Linked DNA regions of Mus musculus: region 2 is linked to region 1. Evidence: chromatin contacts called from public HiChIP or PLAC-seq data. All regions are on one chromosome and are shown on one strand. Each heading gives the region's core, a stretch centred on a gene start, on an enhancer-like site or on the middle of the called end of the contact. The rest is flanking DNA. Distances are from core to core; before and after follow the strand shown. Region 1 has its middle 57 kb from the start of Gm35895. Region 2 has its middle 19 kb from the start of Gm35895.

Region 1 (2,727 bases), core at 72-2,571:
CCTTGGGTGTTCCCACTGGTGCTGGCTGTACCCCAAAAGGGTTGTTCTAAGTAGATGAGAGTGGCCTGGACAAAAAAAAAAATGGTTCTTAAGAAAAAACAAAGCACTTTGCTTGTCAGAACAGAGAATGAGTAGAAAAATATCAGGTTTCCAGATTGAATGACTGAGGTACAGATTATAATTAAAAAAGCAAAACACTTCCTTAGAAAGAAAGGGATCTAGTGGGGGCAATTTCCAAAGAAAATATGACTGGAGAGTTCATCTGCCAATTTCCATTAGTGTATATTCTACTGTGAAGCTTGTGGGGGAGGACTTTGAACACAGCCTTTCTGGGAGGCCATGGATTCTCAGCAGAAGGTAGTCAGAGTCTGCCTGCAGTCAAGAAGGAAGCTGGAACCATAGATCAGTGGCTTTCAACCTTTCTCATGCTGAGACCCTTTAATACAGTTTCTCACGCAGTTGTGATCCCGCTATAAAGGTAAGGCTTTGCTACTTCATAATGATAATTTTGCTACTGCTATGAATTGTAATGTAAATATCTGATAGGCAGGATACTGGGTACGCGACTGGGATTGAGAGCCACAGGCTGAGAACCACTGCCACAGACAACTAGAAGTGATGGAGAGCTGTATCCTTTCAGAAAGATCTTTGCTAACCTGAGAGCTACTACTGTAAGGTTCAGAAAGAGAACAAAGATCAGATGAAATAGGGGACCAGGATCCAACTGGCAGCCACCAAAGGCAAACCCAACCTGGCTGGGCAGCTGTGAGAAAGCACTTTCTTTGGGCCATGGGATACTTGTCTGTCAAAAAGAGGGCCCAGGGGATGTGGTCTCTAAGGTGCATTCTCACTCCAGCATTAGTGGGTCTAAATGTATAATTCATTTCAGCATGCATTCTTGGAGGACCTTGGCACTGTCTGAAGCACTGTGGGTCAGCAGTTCTCAGCATCCTCTCCGGTGTAGCTCCCATCAATCACAACTATTGAATAACTGCTACTAAATGTAGAGTGATGCATGCTTTCCAGAACGGAAATGTGCAGAAGTGGTCCCAGCATACAAGCGAGAGCTAAGAGAGCAAGCTTGCCTCTCACAATGTACCAGACTAGCCGGCAACATTAAGAAAGGGATTCTGCCAGGGTGTGATGGAGGGGAAATTGACCCACACCTCAGAGAGGAGCTGTCCTGGTACTAAGAAAGGCCTGGTGCTCATGGGATCACCATCCAGAGGGGAGTTCCCTCCCACCTTACCCCAAGCCATCTCTGCCATTGTTTGCTCTGTTTGCTCACAAAGCTAGAAGTCAGCCTCTTGATAGGAAATGAGGAAACACACACAGACACAGATGGGTGAGCAGGAAACTGGAGGCGATCAGAAGGGAGACAAAAGCATGTCCTGAGATGAGTCACTGTAACCATTTCAAAAGCCACCACAAAGTCCCAGCACCTGTCACGGGCTCAGTCTCTGTCCTGAAAGAAATGTAGCAAGGGAGGTTGAAGTCACATCTGATAACTTGCAAGCTACACATCAGACAGAGAGGCCTGAGCAAAGAGACTAGGGAAATGAGACTGATGGCTGCTTGTTCCTCACCTGCCACAGTCCTCAGGGGTCCCCCTTAGGTAGGCTGAAGGCTCTCACTTTGAATTCTCAGTGGCCACAATTCACAGTCAGCAGAGCACAATGGACCTGTTGACCCCTCTCCATGATGAACGCAGTGTTGATGCTTTATATTGACCTAGAAACAAGCCAATGCTCATCCTTTCGCCACTGCAAGGGGTACGTGCAATCAACTGGAGAAAACACGGAAGGAAGGAAGAATCCAGAAGAGAGAAGAGTCTACCCAGGACAGAAGTACTGGGAGATTCTGGGGTGATGACAGGAAAGCAGGTAGCAGCCACAGGGGTCACCAGTTCTCACAGGACAACAGGACAAGGACCTCTAGCAGGGCTGTCTCAAAAGAGAGCAAGGACCATCTTCATATGGGCCAGGAAGTGAGTCACGGGGCTGTTGAGGAGTACCATGCTGACTACTCTGTGAAAACAAAGCTATCAGTAACTCCAAGGATGCTAGTTGGTTCCTTCCAAACCCAGTGTTGGAGCTGATGCCTGTACTGTGGAGGCAGTGGTCCTTTCAGGACCTTTCCAGCCTTTATCCATCAAGATGTCTTTGAGGGGTAGATCGGTTCTTGCAGGAGTGTGTTGTTGATATAAAATGGGTCAGCCCTTTCGTCCTTTCCTCTCTTTGCCTTTGTCTTTCCACCTTTCTATCATGCCTGGAGCAACACAAGGTGTTCACCAGGAGCCAGTCTGTAGCTGGTGCTGCACTCTTGAGTCAGGAGGTAAAATGAGCCGGAAAACCCCAGCCTCGGGTATCTGTTATAATAAGTAAGGAGGAATGGTCTCAGTATCTCATACAACTCACCTTGAACTACAGTTACGTGTCCACAAAAGGTCATCTACACTATGAAGAGTGCTGTGAACCATTTGGAGAAAGTGATGGAGAGAGAGGGAGAAAGAGAGAGAGGGGGAGAGAGAGAGAGAGGGAGAAAGAGAGAGTCCAGACCTGCACATGCAAGAAATAATAGCACGAATGCATTGAGGAACTTTCAAGATTGAAGCCTTCACAGTGGCATGTGCCCAGACTCCTGTTCATGAGGCTCAGACAGAAGGGGACCGGTGGGAGGTCCTTGGGCTAATGGGGACCCTGCCCTTAGGAAGCAGTACTTTGGAAA
Region 2 (2,727 bases), core at 157-2,656, 76 kb after region 1:
TTCCTGCTCACTTGATCCAATCAGCATAATGTCATCAATATAGTGCACCAATGTGATATTTTGTGGAAGATCCAAACGATCAAGATCCCTTCTAACTAAATTATGACACAGGGCAGGAGAGTTAATATATCCTTGAGGCAAAACTGTGAAGGTATACTGTTGGCCTTGCCAACTGAAAGCAAATTGCTTCTGGTGGTCCTTATGGACAGGTACTGAGAAGAAGGCATTTGCCAGATCAATAGCCGCATACCAGGTGCCAGGAGATGTGTTAATTTGCTCAAGTAACGAAACTACATCTGGTACAGCAGCTGCAATTGGAGTTACTACCTGATTTAGTTTTCGGTAATCAACTGTCATTCTCCATGATCCATCTGTTACTCTAGAACCACTCCTGGTACCAACTTCTGTATTAGTCAGGGTTCTCTAGAGTCACAGAACTTATGGATAATTTCTAAATAGTAAAGGAATTTATTGATGACTTACAGTCGGCAGCCCAATTCCCAACAATGGTTCAGTCGCAGCTGTGAATGGAAGTCCAAGGATCTAGCAGTTACTCAGTCTCACGCAGCAAACAGGCGAAGGAGCAAGAGCAAGAGCTAGACTCCCTTCTTCCAATGTCCTTATATTGTCTCCAGCAAAAGGTGTAGCCCAGATTAAAGGTGTGTTCCACCACACCTTTAATCCCAGATGAAAGGCATAGCCCAGATTAAAGGTGTGTTCCTTAACTCGGAGATTCAATCTTCTGGAATCCATAGCCACTATGGCTCAAGATCTTCAAACCAAGATCCAGATAAGGATCTCCAAGCCTCCAGATAAGGGTCACTGGTGAGCCTTCCAATTCCGGATTGTAGTTCATTCCAAATATTGTCAAGTTGACAACCAGGAATAGCCACTACACCCGGTCTCTCAAATGGAACTGCCTCTCTCCCACGAGTACGTGCTGCAAACTCTGTCTGCATCATCTCTGAGAAAACCAAGGGGATTTCCCTTTTTGCCCAATCTTCTTTATGAGGTCAGAGCCCAGAGGGCTGCAGCTGCCTGTGACCTGTGAATCACCCGAAGATCTGTGAATAAAAGCCCAACCTTAATATACTGCTGTCATCATCTTTAAATTCTGGATTTTTTTTTTCTTACAGTTGTGCATTTGTTGAGAGTGGGGGACATGTCTAGAGATTCCAGTCTCTTCCACTCTGTGGGTCCTGAGGGCTGGGCCATTGGTCAGGCTTAGCAGTAAGCACCTCTACCCACAGAGACATCTCTTTGGCCTCTATTGATTTGTAAACAAAGGACTCTTTGCATTTTTATCTTTTGCAATGGACTCCCATATTGTGTAGGCTGTCCTGGATGGGGTTGGGAGCTAGGACAGGAGAGGCAGTGTAGACTGTTCATGTCTGAGTCTTGTATGTAGTAGCCTCTTCCCCTAAGCAGAGTGCTGCTGGGTAGAACACTGCACACCAGGAGCCCTGAGTGCTTCAACAAGCCCTGGGCCAACAAACGCAGATGCCAAAGCCTTTTGAAGTGGGCCAGTATACTAGTTTCCTGGTGAATGCATTCTTTCAAAAACTTACATGAGAGTATGTTCTCTGTACTGCTGCATAGTAGGGTGACTGTTTTACCATCTATTATGTATAATTGTTATGCATTTCATAAAGAAGTAAGAGAAAAGGGGTTTAGGCTCCCAGGCTACAGACATACTGAACAGTGAAGGCTATAGGAATGCCAGTTGCTCTAGTCTGATCATTACACATCATACACATTATCAAATCATCCCACCGTGCCTCATACATATGTAAATTATTACGTAGCACAAGCTGGCCTCAAACTTGCAATTCTCCTGCCTCAGCCTCTCAAGCACTAGAATTATAGGTCTATGCCACCACACCCAACCATGTGTCAGTTTTTAAAAGTAAAAAGAGAAATAGTTCCCTTCTCGCAAGAGGGTGAGCAGCAGATAGCTCCCCTGGTCATATGTTTATGAATAAACAATCTTTCTTAATTTAAGCACAGACTTTTATCTGCCTTCGACAACTAAACCAGATTGATCCTTTGGGTTCATAACTGTAACAATGATAAAAGTTAAACACTAACTATATCACACCTGCTAAAGAGAACTGGCCCTCTTTATGTTACAGAGATTCCACTCCAGTTCATAGAAGTCGCCAAGAAGAGGTGGTCACCCTCTCTGTTACAGCCAAATCCTAGAGCTTTGAAGTGCACAATCTTGCTCAGATTTCAACAGTAACACAGAGCAACATAAGCAAGAAAGAGCTCTGTTTGCAGACCAGTCAGGTGGCACATGTCAGAACAGGATTGCACACCCCCAACCCAAGCTGCTATGAGACAGACTTCAGTTTACAGGACTCAGGATCAGGTGCCTGGATAAAGAGGGGCCTTCGTCATTCACCCACCCTAAACAGCACTTATTTTAGCAAAAATCAGAAGGGAAAAATGCAATTTTACTTTGTGGAAAATTTGGCTCTGTTAACTTATCCCATGACTCTTATAGTAGATACATTGTCTGAGGCCAGGTACATCTAAAGAATGAAACAAAATCAAAATTAAGTCGTTTCTAGAGTTTCTTCAAAGAGAAACACAGTATTCTGACATGTCAATTATCTACACACATGTGCAGAGCACGTTTTAATCTCTTTAATGCAAAGGCCAGAGATACCACACACACACCCACACACACCCAAAAGCTGGTGTTGAGGGAGCTAATATCAGTGA

Evidence for each region. HiChIP or PLAC-seq counts read pairs in DNA pulled down with a chosen protein or histone mark.
Region 2: a contact with region 1 is called in a BATF HiChIP or PLAC-seq map of CD8 T cells, with 8 read pairs. The contact joins two enhancer-like sites.

Annotation. Positions count from the first base shown.
Region 1 is chr12:54,292,025-54,294,751 of GRCm38.p6, forward strand. No RefSeq gene overlaps it. Among named protein-coding and RNA genes, the nearest start is that of Gm35895, 57 kb to the right of the region's middle. Within about 2 kb of position 1,322, at least 52 of the 459 cell types and tissues checked have an H3K27ac peak or open chromatin away from gene starts, as enhancers often do. A contact at or near this core is called in CD8 T cells, where this site is marked.
Region 2 is chr12:54,368,390-54,371,116 of GRCm38.p6, forward strand. No RefSeq gene overlaps it. Among named protein-coding and RNA genes, the nearest start is that of Gm35895, 19 kb to the left of the region's middle. Within about 2 kb of position 1,407, at least 49 of the 459 cell types and tissues checked have an H3K27ac peak or open chromatin away from gene starts, as enhancers often do. A contact at or near this core is called in CD8 T cells, where this site is marked.